Linked DNA regions of Sus scrofa: regions 2 and 3 are each linked to region 1. A link is a contact called in public Hi-C and HiChIP or PLAC-seq data. All regions are on one chromosome and are shown on one strand. Each heading gives the region's core, a stretch centred on a gene start, on an enhancer-like site or on the middle of the called end of the contact. The rest is flanking DNA. Distances are from core to core; before and after follow the strand shown. Region 1 has its middle 67 kb from the start of JAK2. Region 2 holds the start of JAK2 (Janus kinase 2). Region 3 overlaps RCL1 (RNA 3'-terminal phosphate cyclase-like protein).

Region 1 (4,101 bases), core at 106-2,605:
TAAGATATTTTTACAATTTTTGCTTTTCAAATGTGGTGTGTAGTCAAAGTAATGTCACGTTATCTTCTTTTCCTCAAGACACTGTATGAGTCTAGTTGGTCCACTTTGTACACTGAGATCTTATCTCTCAGGGCCTGATGCCTCATTCAAAAAAATGAGAGTTTGGGAGTTCCCATCATGGTGCAGTGGAAGAGAATCCAACTAGCAACCATGAGGTTGTGGGTTTGATCCCTGGCCTCGATCAGTGGATTAAGGATTCAGCGTTGCCATGAGCTGTGGTGTAGGTTGCAGATGTGGTTTGGATCTGGCATTGCTGTGGCTGTGGCTGGCACCTACAGCTCCGATTAGACCCCTAGCCTGGGAACCTCCATATGCCATGGGTGCCGCCCTAAAAAGACCAAAAAAAGAGTTTGGACTACATCGATGGTTCTCAATTTTGGCTGAATATTAAAAAAAAAGCTGGGGAGATTTAAAAATCCTTATGCCCAGGCCATACTGAAACCAGAAATTGTGATTCAAGTGTCAGTATTTTAAAGCTTTGCTAGGTGGACATTCAAGGTTGAGAATGACTCGACTAATCTTTAAAAATTGCTTCAAATCCCCAAACCCTATTAGTCTAATTTCAGCTTTCTCAGATATACCTAAGTTAGGTCCACTTTAGTGGTATGCGTGAGGTCTCTCCTGTGTACTGTAGGATGCTAAATGGCATCTTTTGCTACCCATCCCATTCCAGTAGCACGCTCCCACCCCAAGCTGTGAGAATGAAAATGTTTCCAGACATCACCAAAGATACCTCCTTGAGGTCAAAATCACCTGTTGGTTGAGAACCACTGCTCCATTGCATGCCACAGTAAACCAAACACAAATCAATGGCACTTAGAAGCTTTTACAATTTATAACAACATTTTCTTCTGCAGTCTATTCTACCCACTAGTGTTTCCACCGCTAATTTATATTAAACAAATGAAGAAACTCTATTTTCAGACATTAATTTTGATGCTGCATTGCCAACCAGCAGAGGGCACCTCTAAAGATCGACTGATAGTTCCTTCTTCTGAGCTCCTGTGAGGGAGTGATAAGATAAAAGCACAAGCCAGCAGCTCCTCTGCACAACCCTTGTGTGTGGGACAAGGGGAGAATAGGGAGGAAGACAGGACTGAGGGCTGAAGAAGGACCCGAGGAGAGAAAAGATAACACAAGAGATCCAGGGAGTCAATAGGCCAAGTTGTCAGAGATGTGGGCCAAAGAACTGGAAATGAGTTTCAGAAACTAAAAAAGTTTCCAGCTACATGGAGAGCTGAGGTCACTTTCAGTTTCCTGGAAGGGACTGGAGGGGGTACTGGAAAACACCTAGACTTCTTCCTCTTCTGCCTAGCCTAACCCAACTGCCCTTGAAGAGGAGCATGTGACAAAGGCAGGCACAACTTCTCCCTATCTGTGACCTTGTAAGAGAGCCTAAAATATCATGTTGTAGCTGCCACCATGTATCACAATTTAACATTGCTGCAATGTATTCCTCCAAGGGTATACCATCTGGTTTTCTGGAGGATCTAAAATCTCCATAGGTCTTCCTCTAGGCTCTTGTCATGCAGGCTCTGCAATTATTCTCAGTAAAGCACTGCCATTCACCCAGTCTTCTTGAGCATGATAAACTCTTCTAAAAATAGATCTTCTCAAATTAGCTTTGATTGCACACCCATCTCATTTACCAGCAGGCTTGATTTTCCCTCTGGCTTGCTTTTTTCTGACAACAACTTTGCAAACTCCTTCAGAGGGGGCTTGGCCTGATGGTTCAAATAGTTCTAGCTTGACACCTTGTTTTCGGCAAAACCAGACCAGTAGCCACCTTACAGAGAGAAAAACAGCCACCTAAAGAGTGTCCTTTAAAATATATGTATATATATATTTCATATATTTTCCCAGTTTTAAATAACACATAGGCAGAGGAAACTAATGCATATTAAAATGTGAAAGAAGCCAATCTGAGAACCTTACATACTATGTGACTCCAACTACAAGACATTCTAGATAAGGCAAAACTATTGAGACAGTAGAAGGGTCAGTGGTTACTGGGAGGAGGTGGGAGGGAAAGATGAATAGGTGGAGCACAGAAAATAATTAGGGCAGTGAAACAACTTTGTATGACACCATAATGGTAGATACATATCATTCACCTTAAAGTCCTAAATTCTTTTTTTTTTCAAGGTGATACATACAAATAACTTTTTATTTATTTATTTTAATTTCATCGAAATACAACTGACTTTAAAAGTCCTGAATTCTTAATGAGCATTATGGTCTTTGAAATATCATTATTTTCCAGGCTCAAGATATATTCAGTTCAGAGTTCCTGTCTTGGCTCAGTGGTTAATGAATCCAACTAGGAACCATGAGGTTGTGGGTTTGATCCCTGGCCTTGCTCAGTGGGTTAAGGAAGTATTAGAAAAGGAGTACAAAAACATGATACTTTTAAAATTGCACCGCCAAAAAACCAAATACCTGGGAATACACCTGACCAAGGAGGTTAAAGATTTATATGCCAAGAACTATAAAACATTAATGAAACAAATTAAAAGAGGATGCAAAGAAATGGAAAGATAGTCCATGCTCTTGGGTTGGAAAAATGAATATTGTAAAAAGGCCATACCACCCAAAGCAATCTACAGATTCAGTGCAATCCCTATCCAATTACCCATGACATTTTTCACAGCACTAGAACAAACAATCCAAAAATGTCTATGGAACCACAAAAGACCCAGAATTGCCAAAGCAATCCTGAGGAACAAAAACCAATAAGCAGGTATGACTCTCCCAGACTTCAGGCAATATTACAAAGCCACGGTCATCAGGACAGAGTGGTACTGGTACCAAACAGATGTACAGATCAGTGGAACAGAATAGAGAACCCAGAAATAAACCCAGACACCTACGGTCAATTAATCATCGAAAAAGGAGGCAAGAATATAAAGTGGGAAAAAGACAGTTTTTTCACTAAGTGGTGCTGTGAAAACTGGACAGCTGCATGTAAATCAAGGAAACTGGAACACACCCCTCACACCATGCACAAAAATAAACTCAAAATGGCTTAAACACTTAAATGTGTAAGACAAGACACCACCAAACTCCTAGAAGAGAACATAGGCAAAACATACTCTGATAACAGCCTTACAAATGTTTTCTCAGATCAGTCTCCCAAAGCAATAGAAATTAGAGCAAAAATAAACCCATGGGACCTAATCAAACTGACAAGATTTTCCACAGCAAAGGAAACCATGAGAAAAACAAAAAAACAACTTACAGAATGGGAGAAAATAGTGTCAAATGATGCAACTGACAAGGGCTTAATCTCTAGAATACAAAAAAAACTTATACAACTCAACAGCAAAAAAGCCAACAACCCCATGGAAAAACGGGCAAAAGACCTCAATAGACACTTCTCCAAAGAAGATATAAAGATGGCCTACAAGCACATGAAAAAATGCTCAACATCCCTGCTTATTAGAGAAATGCACATCAAAACTACCATGAGGTATCACCTCACACCAGTCAGAATGGCCATCATTAATAAGTCCACAAATAACAAATGCTGGATGGGGTGTGGAGAAAAGGGAACCCTCCTGCACTGTTGGTGGGAATGTAAATTGGTACAACCACTATGGAAAACAGTATGGAGGCACCTTAGAACACTATACATAGAACTACCATATGACCCAGCAAATCCCACTCTTGGGCATATATCCAGACAAAATTTTCCTTGAAAAAGACACATGCACATGCATGTTCATTGCAGCACTATTCACAATAGCCAAGACATGGAAACAACTTAAATGTCAACTGAGAGATGACTGGATTAGGAAGATGTGGTGTATATATACACAATGGAATAGTACTCAGTCATAGGAAAGAAAAAAATAATGCCATCTGTAGCAATATGGATGGAACTAGAGACTCTCATACTAAGTGAAGTAAGTCAGAAAGAGAAAGACAAATACCTTATGATATCACTTATATCTGGAATCTAATATATGGCACAAATGAAACTTTCCACAGAAAATAAAATCATGGACATGGAGAATAGACTTGTGGTTGCCAAGAGGAGGG
Region 2 (3,547 bases), core at 114-2,613, 67 kb before region 1:
AGAGGCCAAAGGTTGATTATTCATCTTCATATCTGTTGGGTGTTGTACTAGAATATTTGCAGCAGCCCAACAACTCACTCGAACAAACCTATTACGAAACCAAAAGCCATCGTCATCACTCTTAATTCCACTTCTAGTGTCCTTCCCCACATTTCTCCTCCCCTCTATGACATACTCAGCTGCCTCTATCCTTTCATTCAAAAAAAAAAAGGAGTTTCTCCTGACAGATTATTAACCACCGGAAAGCAAAATGGGTAAATTCAACCGACACAGCTAACTTGGGAAGATAAAACCATCCAGGAAGCATTCAATGTAGTAGCAGAAACCCCAGCAAAAGCAGCTAAGGTGTCCTCTCAATAGGTATTTCTTGCTACTTGAAAACGTTCCTCCTTGAAAGATTAAGAATCTCTGGCTGCTTGAGAAAGGGTAACTGACAACGATTTCTCTACAAAGAAAAACAATGTACAATCAGCAGAGAAACAATGAATGTTTCTTAAAGGATCCAAGAGCAACAACAAACCCCCAAATCACCCTCCCAAACCAACATTCAAAGTTCAGCACTGTCGTTTTCAAAGGAGTAAGCAACAATGAGCCCTGCTTGTCGACACAGCTTCCAACCTTCCTACGCACGCTCGAGACACCCTAGTCTTTACAGCGAAAAAGAGCAGCCAGGATCGCACACTCACCTTCGCGGGAAGGGGAGGAAGGGCCTCTTTTTCTGCAGAAGAGAAACAGATCACATCTTCCCTTGCCTGCTTCCGAAACCTAAATAAATAAATAAAATAAAATAAAATAAAAACAGGGCAGTTACCACTGCAGAAATCCAAGGAAAAGAGATGCTCTTTTCTAGGCTGTCTAGGTGTCTACAAAATTTTAAAGATGGCTAAGTAAAGTGGGAGATGGACTAACAGGCACAGGATGCAACATCAACACCAAGACACTCCGTTGTAGGTTTCCTTTTAAAGAGGAGGATTTTCTTGCCGAGAAGTTTACAGCCACTAGCAGGAGAAAAGCAGGGATTAGAGGTGGGAGGGAGGATGCAGAGAACAAGTGCTGCCCACCACCCGGAGTCCGGGCAGCAATAACATTCACCCGCCACACGGATCAGGCGACGAGGACGCGCCCCCCCAAGCTCACAGACACTGCTCCTACCCGACGCTTCCGGCCAGCCACGGTCCGCGAAGACCCCGGAGGGAGCAAGGGTCCGAGCGTCCGAAGGCTGGGCCCTCCGGGGCTCTCCGGTGTGGGTTCGGCTCCTACTCACATGCCTCGGCCGCGAGGACCCGGCCTCTGCCTGCGCGGCGACAGCAGCCCTCCGCCTCGCCCCGCGCCACAAGTCCGGGCCCAGGGGCCGAGCGGCCGAGGCGGCGGCACGAACTGCCCAGCGAACTGGGCGCCGACCCAGCCTGTCAGCGCCCAGGGAGGCCGTTAGTGGCAGCCGCTGCTGCCCTCTTCTGCTTCTCTTCCTTTCTCCTTCCTGCAACCCCACCACTCCCACTTCGGGCAGTCGGGAAGCCCGTCACAGTCGTTGGCTCCACCCTCTCCCTGGCTACACCTTCTTCGCAGCGCCGCAGGCGACTCTGGCTAGAAAGCCCTATTTACGTGCGACTCAAGCTCCCAGGAGGCCTCCAGTCCGGCTCCCTGATCCAGGCTGACTGAGGCCGCGGCGCAGCAGGGCGGGGGCGGGGGCCTGGCGCGCGCTCCGCGACTGCGCGTGCGCAGCTCCACCCAGGCGGGGCTTCTCACCGCACGCGTCACGGGGCGAGGGGGATTGGCTACCCAGGGCCCTGGCTTCACAGGAACCCCGCGGGTGTGCACGGAGATTCCCGCAGCTGCCCCAGAGCGTGAGCGGGCGGGGAACCTGAGCTGGGGAGAGCTAGCAGGACCCTGGGGCACGCCAGAGCTCAGCTGACGCTGGGCCCGGCCCTCAGCAGATGGGCGTGAACGTGGCCGCCGCCCGCCGTGGAGGCGGCTGGGAATGAGTCAGCCCAGCCGGGAAGGCGCCCCCTGCGCACAACCTGGCACCACACAGAGACTTTCCCCTCCCGCCACTGTTGTCTTTTTTCTGCTTTTGCTTCCACGTTTTGGGGTGCTCAAACCTGTCCCCCAGTCCGGGCCGCTGGGCGGAGATAAGTAGGGCCCTGGGTTGGACAACGCGTTCACACGCACCGTTTCGTGCTTGTGCAGTTCCGAGCGCCTGATTCCAATCAGTCACATCTGCTGGAACGGGGTGAGGGTGGGAAGCGGTGCCTGGATGCCTGCGGATTGGCAACAAGGCCGCCAAATGAGGAGAAACAACTTACACTGTCCCAAAGGGCGTCATCCATTCATTCAACAAATATTTACAGAGCACCTACTGTGTGCCAAGCTGTAGGACCCCAAGGATGTTATGTGAACACAACCCACGTACTTCTTGCCCTACTGAAGCCTGTATTCTGATAAAGCGACAAAAATACCTTAAACGTATAATGTGCAAGAGTATAACTGCCAGTAGAAAAATAACACAAAATAAAGGAGCAGGAAGTGAGGAGGCGGTGTGCTATTTTAGTTAGGGTGACCAGGAAGGACCTCCCAGAGTAACATTTGAGCAGAGATCTGAATGATGAGAATAGGCCAGTCCTGTGCCTATCTGGCTAAAGAGTTTCATGCAGAAACACTAGCAAAGGCAAAGACCCTGAGAAGGGAATGTGCTTGACAAATTCTAGGACGGGGAAAGAGGTCACTGTGACTGGAGGACAGTGAAGGAAGGGGCAGTGTTAAGAGGTGAAGCCAGAGAAATAGCTGGTGAACCAACCGTGTAGGGCCTTTTTCACTCATTAACCATCTTTCTGTCCATCTGAAAAAAAAACAGGATGCATTTAGAGCCCCTGTTTTCTCATACAAACGATGCTGCGATTCAGATCTAGCTTGTATTTAATGGTTTCTTTAAATAAACCTCACCAAAGCAACTCCTGCATTTCTTCTTACATAAGACCCATTGCAAAAGGTCTTTGAGCAAATGATAGCAGGATAGGAAATGACTCGAATTCACACTGACTTCTTTAAATAATGAACTAGAGCTGTGTTTTCTTCTAAGAAGGATTTACAGGCGAATTGCATTCCTATGGCTACTGTCTTACAAGCAAAATATGCTGGAGAGTCCTTTGTTGTTGTTTTAAATTTCTAAAAAGAAACTAGAAATAGGAGTTGTAACTCAGTAGCAAATCTGAAATCTGCTTAGAATATTAAGGCTGAAATTACAAGCAGCAACCACCATGCAAGTTTCCTTTTCCAGCAAACAAAAACTGTTGCTGGAGTAGAAACCAGAACATAGACCTACACAAAGAACATAACAGTGCTAAAGGTAGCCTGAATGTTAGGGTTAAAATGAAAAGCATCTCAATTGTGGAGGGGGAAAAACGCCTATTTAAGAACTGTGGAACAGTACATATACATTGAAGTAAATGTTTCTATATTTTGCAATTATGTGTTTATTCAACCAGGCATGATATGTTACCATCCACTGCCTTTTTGCAGGGAAAAGCCTTTTGAAACTAGTGAATATTGA
Region 3 (3,662 bases), core at 305-2,804, 99 kb after region 1:
CAACAGCCTTCATAAAACCCATGCTGCTACCACAGGACTCTGTCAAAACAAATACATCACACACTAGAAATCGCATTTCCAAACTACACAGAATGGATTCCAAGCAGAGTTTACTGCCATGCACAGCACTGAGGAAACAAATCTCAAATGAGAAAAAACAAACTGAAATAGTCCTAAGAGTGTGTAGGACTTCATGTACAAAGCCATTAACCACAGCATTTTTGGCAACAGTGAAAAACAGAAGACATCTTAATGGCCATCAACAGAGCTTAATTTGGAATGCTTCATGCAGTGAATACAGGGTTAAGGAGAATGAGGTGGAGCTATAAATAACTGACATGGGTCAGGCAGAACAGGCATATTTAGTTTAAAAAAAAAACCCAAAACCCCTCTACTCAATTCACATTTCCATTTCTCTATAATCTGTTGCTACCTCCTCAGAATTGGAGAATCATGAGTTGAACATCACCTCGGGATGTCAATGTAACTATTCATCAACCTGGGGCCCCCCAGGTCAGGAACCATTTCTCCCCCACCTACCCATTTTCTCCTTATAGGCACACAGGTGGGCCCAGGGACAGCCATGTAAAGAACAGACCACAATCCAGAGAAGTTTTGTTATAAATTCTTCCGTCCTTGATGATCCCTACAAAGAACTTGGGCAGCACCTCAAGTTTCATCTTTTATCTCGACAATGGCTCTCTCTGCACTGCAGCGATGCAACCCACCCTACTCTGTCCTCACTACACACTGTTCATTCTAACATCTGAGCCTCAGAAAAGTGAGTCCATTCCATACATCTTTTCCTCCAAGTAGGACCACCCCAAAACCTCCTGATAAATACAAAACTTGACTTTAAGCCCCCTATTACCCCAAGAAGCATACTCTGTGGTTTACCCTACTCTGTGACATTCCTCCAACAAAAGCTATGGTTTGACCCTAGGCAGCTGCCTCCTCCCCAGCCCCTGGCCCCGACACCAACACTTGCCCTTAGCCAGATCTTGCTGGCACCTAGAATTCTACCACTTTTAATATCTGAAACCCCCAACACAATTTCCTCAACACAATTTCTTGTTCTACACAGCACACCTGCCTATCTCTATCGAACTCTGTGTGACCACCCCCTTGACCACGTGCTTTTCCCAGGCTGGTGAGATCCTGCTGCCCTTATTCAGTAAGGAGCACACCAACCATCACTTCAATGACACCCTCACCAATACTCCCTCTAGCTCATCCTTCAGCCGGACTCACTCATCCTTCATCCCTGGATGAAAATGGCCCTCCTGCCTTCTCTACTCCTCCTTCTAGACTGCCAACTGCTGCTTGATGCAGCTGCATGGCCACACAGCTGACACCACATTTCAGCTTCAGCTGAGCCCTTACTGCTGTCCCACAGCCTTTTTCTTATCTTCAGTTACTATGCCCCAGTGGGCAAAACTCCCGCCCAGTGCCATAGTGGCCCCCTATGTCACTGTGATAGCACATTTTTACCATCCTTGGCACATTCCCTTATCAAACCCCTGCTGATCCCCTTATCATGGAACCCAACCTGACTCGGTAAAAACTGAAAACTCCTTCAACCTCCTTCCAACCATCGTCAGACAGCTCCATCTAGAGCCCTCTTTACCACAGGTCTGCAGTTTTCAATCTTCTCCCTCTCAAATTACAAAAATAAAACAGTAGCCACAATCTACCAAATACCAAACACACGACATATCTATTATGTCACGTAACCTTCATTACAATTCCACAATTATAAATGGGTCCAACGATAAATGCATCAACCACGGCTTGGGACCAAAATCCTACCACCAGTAACTAGCAAAGCCAGAGTTAGAACCCACATCTGTGTGACTCCATCACTAGTGCTTTACTCACTTTGTTACTTTATCAGTCTCCCTCACATGTAAACCTACTTTACTCAACCTATAAAAACACTCAAATCATTAACAATCTTTCTAGTAAAAACGGTGGGAATTGTCTCAGTTCTCCTCCTCAAGTTAACACTTTCCCTTCCATTCTATTCACTTTCCTGGCAAGATTCTTCAAAGAGTGGCCTTGGCTCCTCACCATCTCCCTCGGTCACTCTACAATGCAGTACTGGTGGATAACCTCTGTCTCTACCACTCTGGAAAGAGCTCCCGGGCTATCAGGTAGCAGCCTATTGTAAGCCCCTCAGCTTGGCCCCCATCCTAATGCTTACTCCTCTGGGCCCTGTAAGGCACTGACCAGGGCTTCCAAGAAGCTGGGTTTTCTGTATTCTCCTCTCACCTCTCTCATTTTTCCACAGACTTCCTTCCTGGAAGAATTTACTTCGCTTTTGCTTTCAAGTCTTAGTGCCCTCTCAGAGTTCCACCCTCCTGCCTCCCTCTGCCTTCTACATGGTAGCTGAGTCTAAACCATTTATTTCTAGCTCCCCTTACCCCTAAGTTACAGTTCTCATTCCTAATTTCTAATAAGTCTTTTCTAGACTTAGCAACCTTTTCCCCTGCAACCATTAAACCCAACATGAATAAAACTGTGCTTATCTTCACCACCACCTATCCTATTACACCCACCCTAAGCATCTGTAGCTACTATGTGAACAGGAGCATAAGTAAGGAACATCAAAGCCATCCAAGTCATCCTGCCTTCCTGCCCCTAGGACTTCTATAAACCAGCAAGCAACCCTCCCCCGTCTCCCAGTCACTATCCACATGGGCTCTCTTTAGGGCACAATAATTCCCTATTATCTTTGTCTCTAAATGATCACCACTAGGTGATAAATTTTTTTTGTTTGTTTGTTTTGTTTTTTTGTCTTTTGTCTTTTTAGGGCTGCACCCAAGGCATACGGTGGTTCCCAGGCTAGGAGTTGAATGGGAGCTGTAGCCACTGGCCACAGCCATAGCAACACCAGATCAGAGCCAAGTCTGTGACCTACACCACAGCTCACAGCAACACCAGATCCTTAACCCACTGAGCGAGGCCAGGAATTGAACCTGTGTCCTCATGGATACTAGTCAGTTTCGTTTCCACTGAGCCACAAAGGGAACTCCTGAAGCATTTTTTTTTTTAAACTTCTACCTAAAAAAACTTCTACAATGAGCCCCAAATGGCTAAAAGTTCTTTAGGTATCACCAGAGTTATCCACTTAATGAGCAAATTCTCTCTCCAGAAGAAAATGACTGACTTAGAATGAATGCCAACCCCTCAGCACAGCCTCCAATCTTCATAGGTTCCTGCCCTATCTTCTATTACCAAACACCCTTGACTGACTTGCATTCAGGCCACACACATTTCCTGTCACTCCCCAGAACCACCGTGCACTGCTCCCTCCACACAGGACCACATTTCTGCCTGAAACACTCCTCCTTCTTTGTGTCATCTTACAATTCTCTAATCATTGAGACTTAGTCCAAATGTCCTCTCCTTTCCATAGGAAAAAACAGAGGTTAAAAGCCTGGACCACAGAGACAGGGTTGAAATCCCATTATTAGCAATGTGACATGGGAACAAATTCCTTAAGCATTTGAAATCTCAGTTTCTTCTTCTGGAGAAGAGGATGTAAGTGAACTCAGAGTCACTCTGAGGCTTAAGAATAAAGCATATAAGCTACAAATATATTAAATTCCACAATCAAAAAAGAAAGAGTAGCTGAATGGGTAAAAACAAGATTCAGCTAC

What was found. Hi-C and Micro-C count contacts between places; a contact is called where the count stands out from the background. HiChIP or PLAC-seq counts read pairs in DNA pulled down with a chosen protein or histone mark.
Region 2: a contact with region 1 is called in an H3K27ac HiChIP or PLAC-seq map of alveolar macrophages. The contact joins the promoter of JAK2 here to the enhancer-like site in region 1. A contact is called at or near these places in 1 of 5 promoter capture datasets (liver), 6 of 47 Hi-C or Micro-C datasets (blood, fibroblasts, heart right ventricle and 1 more) and 1 of 2 datasets of contacts at active chromatin or transcription factors (alveolar macrophages).
Region 3: a contact with region 1 is called in a Hi-C map of fetal liver, with 1.6 times the contacts expected there. The contact joins two enhancer-like sites. A contact is called at or near these places in 2 of 47 Hi-C or Micro-C datasets (embryonic fibroblasts and fetal liver) and 2 of 2 datasets of contacts at active chromatin or transcription factors (alveolar macrophages and skeletal muscle).

The regions. Positions count from the first base shown.
Region 1 is chr1:217,067,091-217,071,191 of Sscrofa11.1, forward strand. No RefSeq gene overlaps it. Among named protein-coding and RNA genes, the nearest start is that of JAK2, 67 kb to the left of the region's middle. Within about 2 kb of position 1,356, at least 8 of the 83 cell types and tissues checked have an H3K27ac peak or open chromatin away from gene starts, as enhancers often do. A contact at or near this core is called in alveolar macrophages, fetal liver and skeletal muscle, where this site is marked.
Region 2 is chr1:217,000,465-217,004,011 of Sscrofa11.1, forward strand. It overlaps JAK2 (Janus kinase 2), which reads right to left and starts at 1,364. Exons shown (of 25, transcript NM_214113.1): 1 at 1,153-1,364; 2 at 687-765.
Region 3 is chr1:217,166,012-217,169,673 of Sscrofa11.1, forward strand. The region is part of intron 5 of RCL1 (RNA 3'-terminal phosphate cyclase-like protein); the gene reads right to left. Among named protein-coding and RNA genes, the nearest start is that of MIR101-1, 15 kb to the left of the region's middle. Within about 2 kb of position 1,555, at least 4 of the 83 cell types and tissues checked have an H3K27ac peak or open chromatin away from gene starts, as enhancers often do. A contact at or near this core is called in fetal liver, where this site is marked.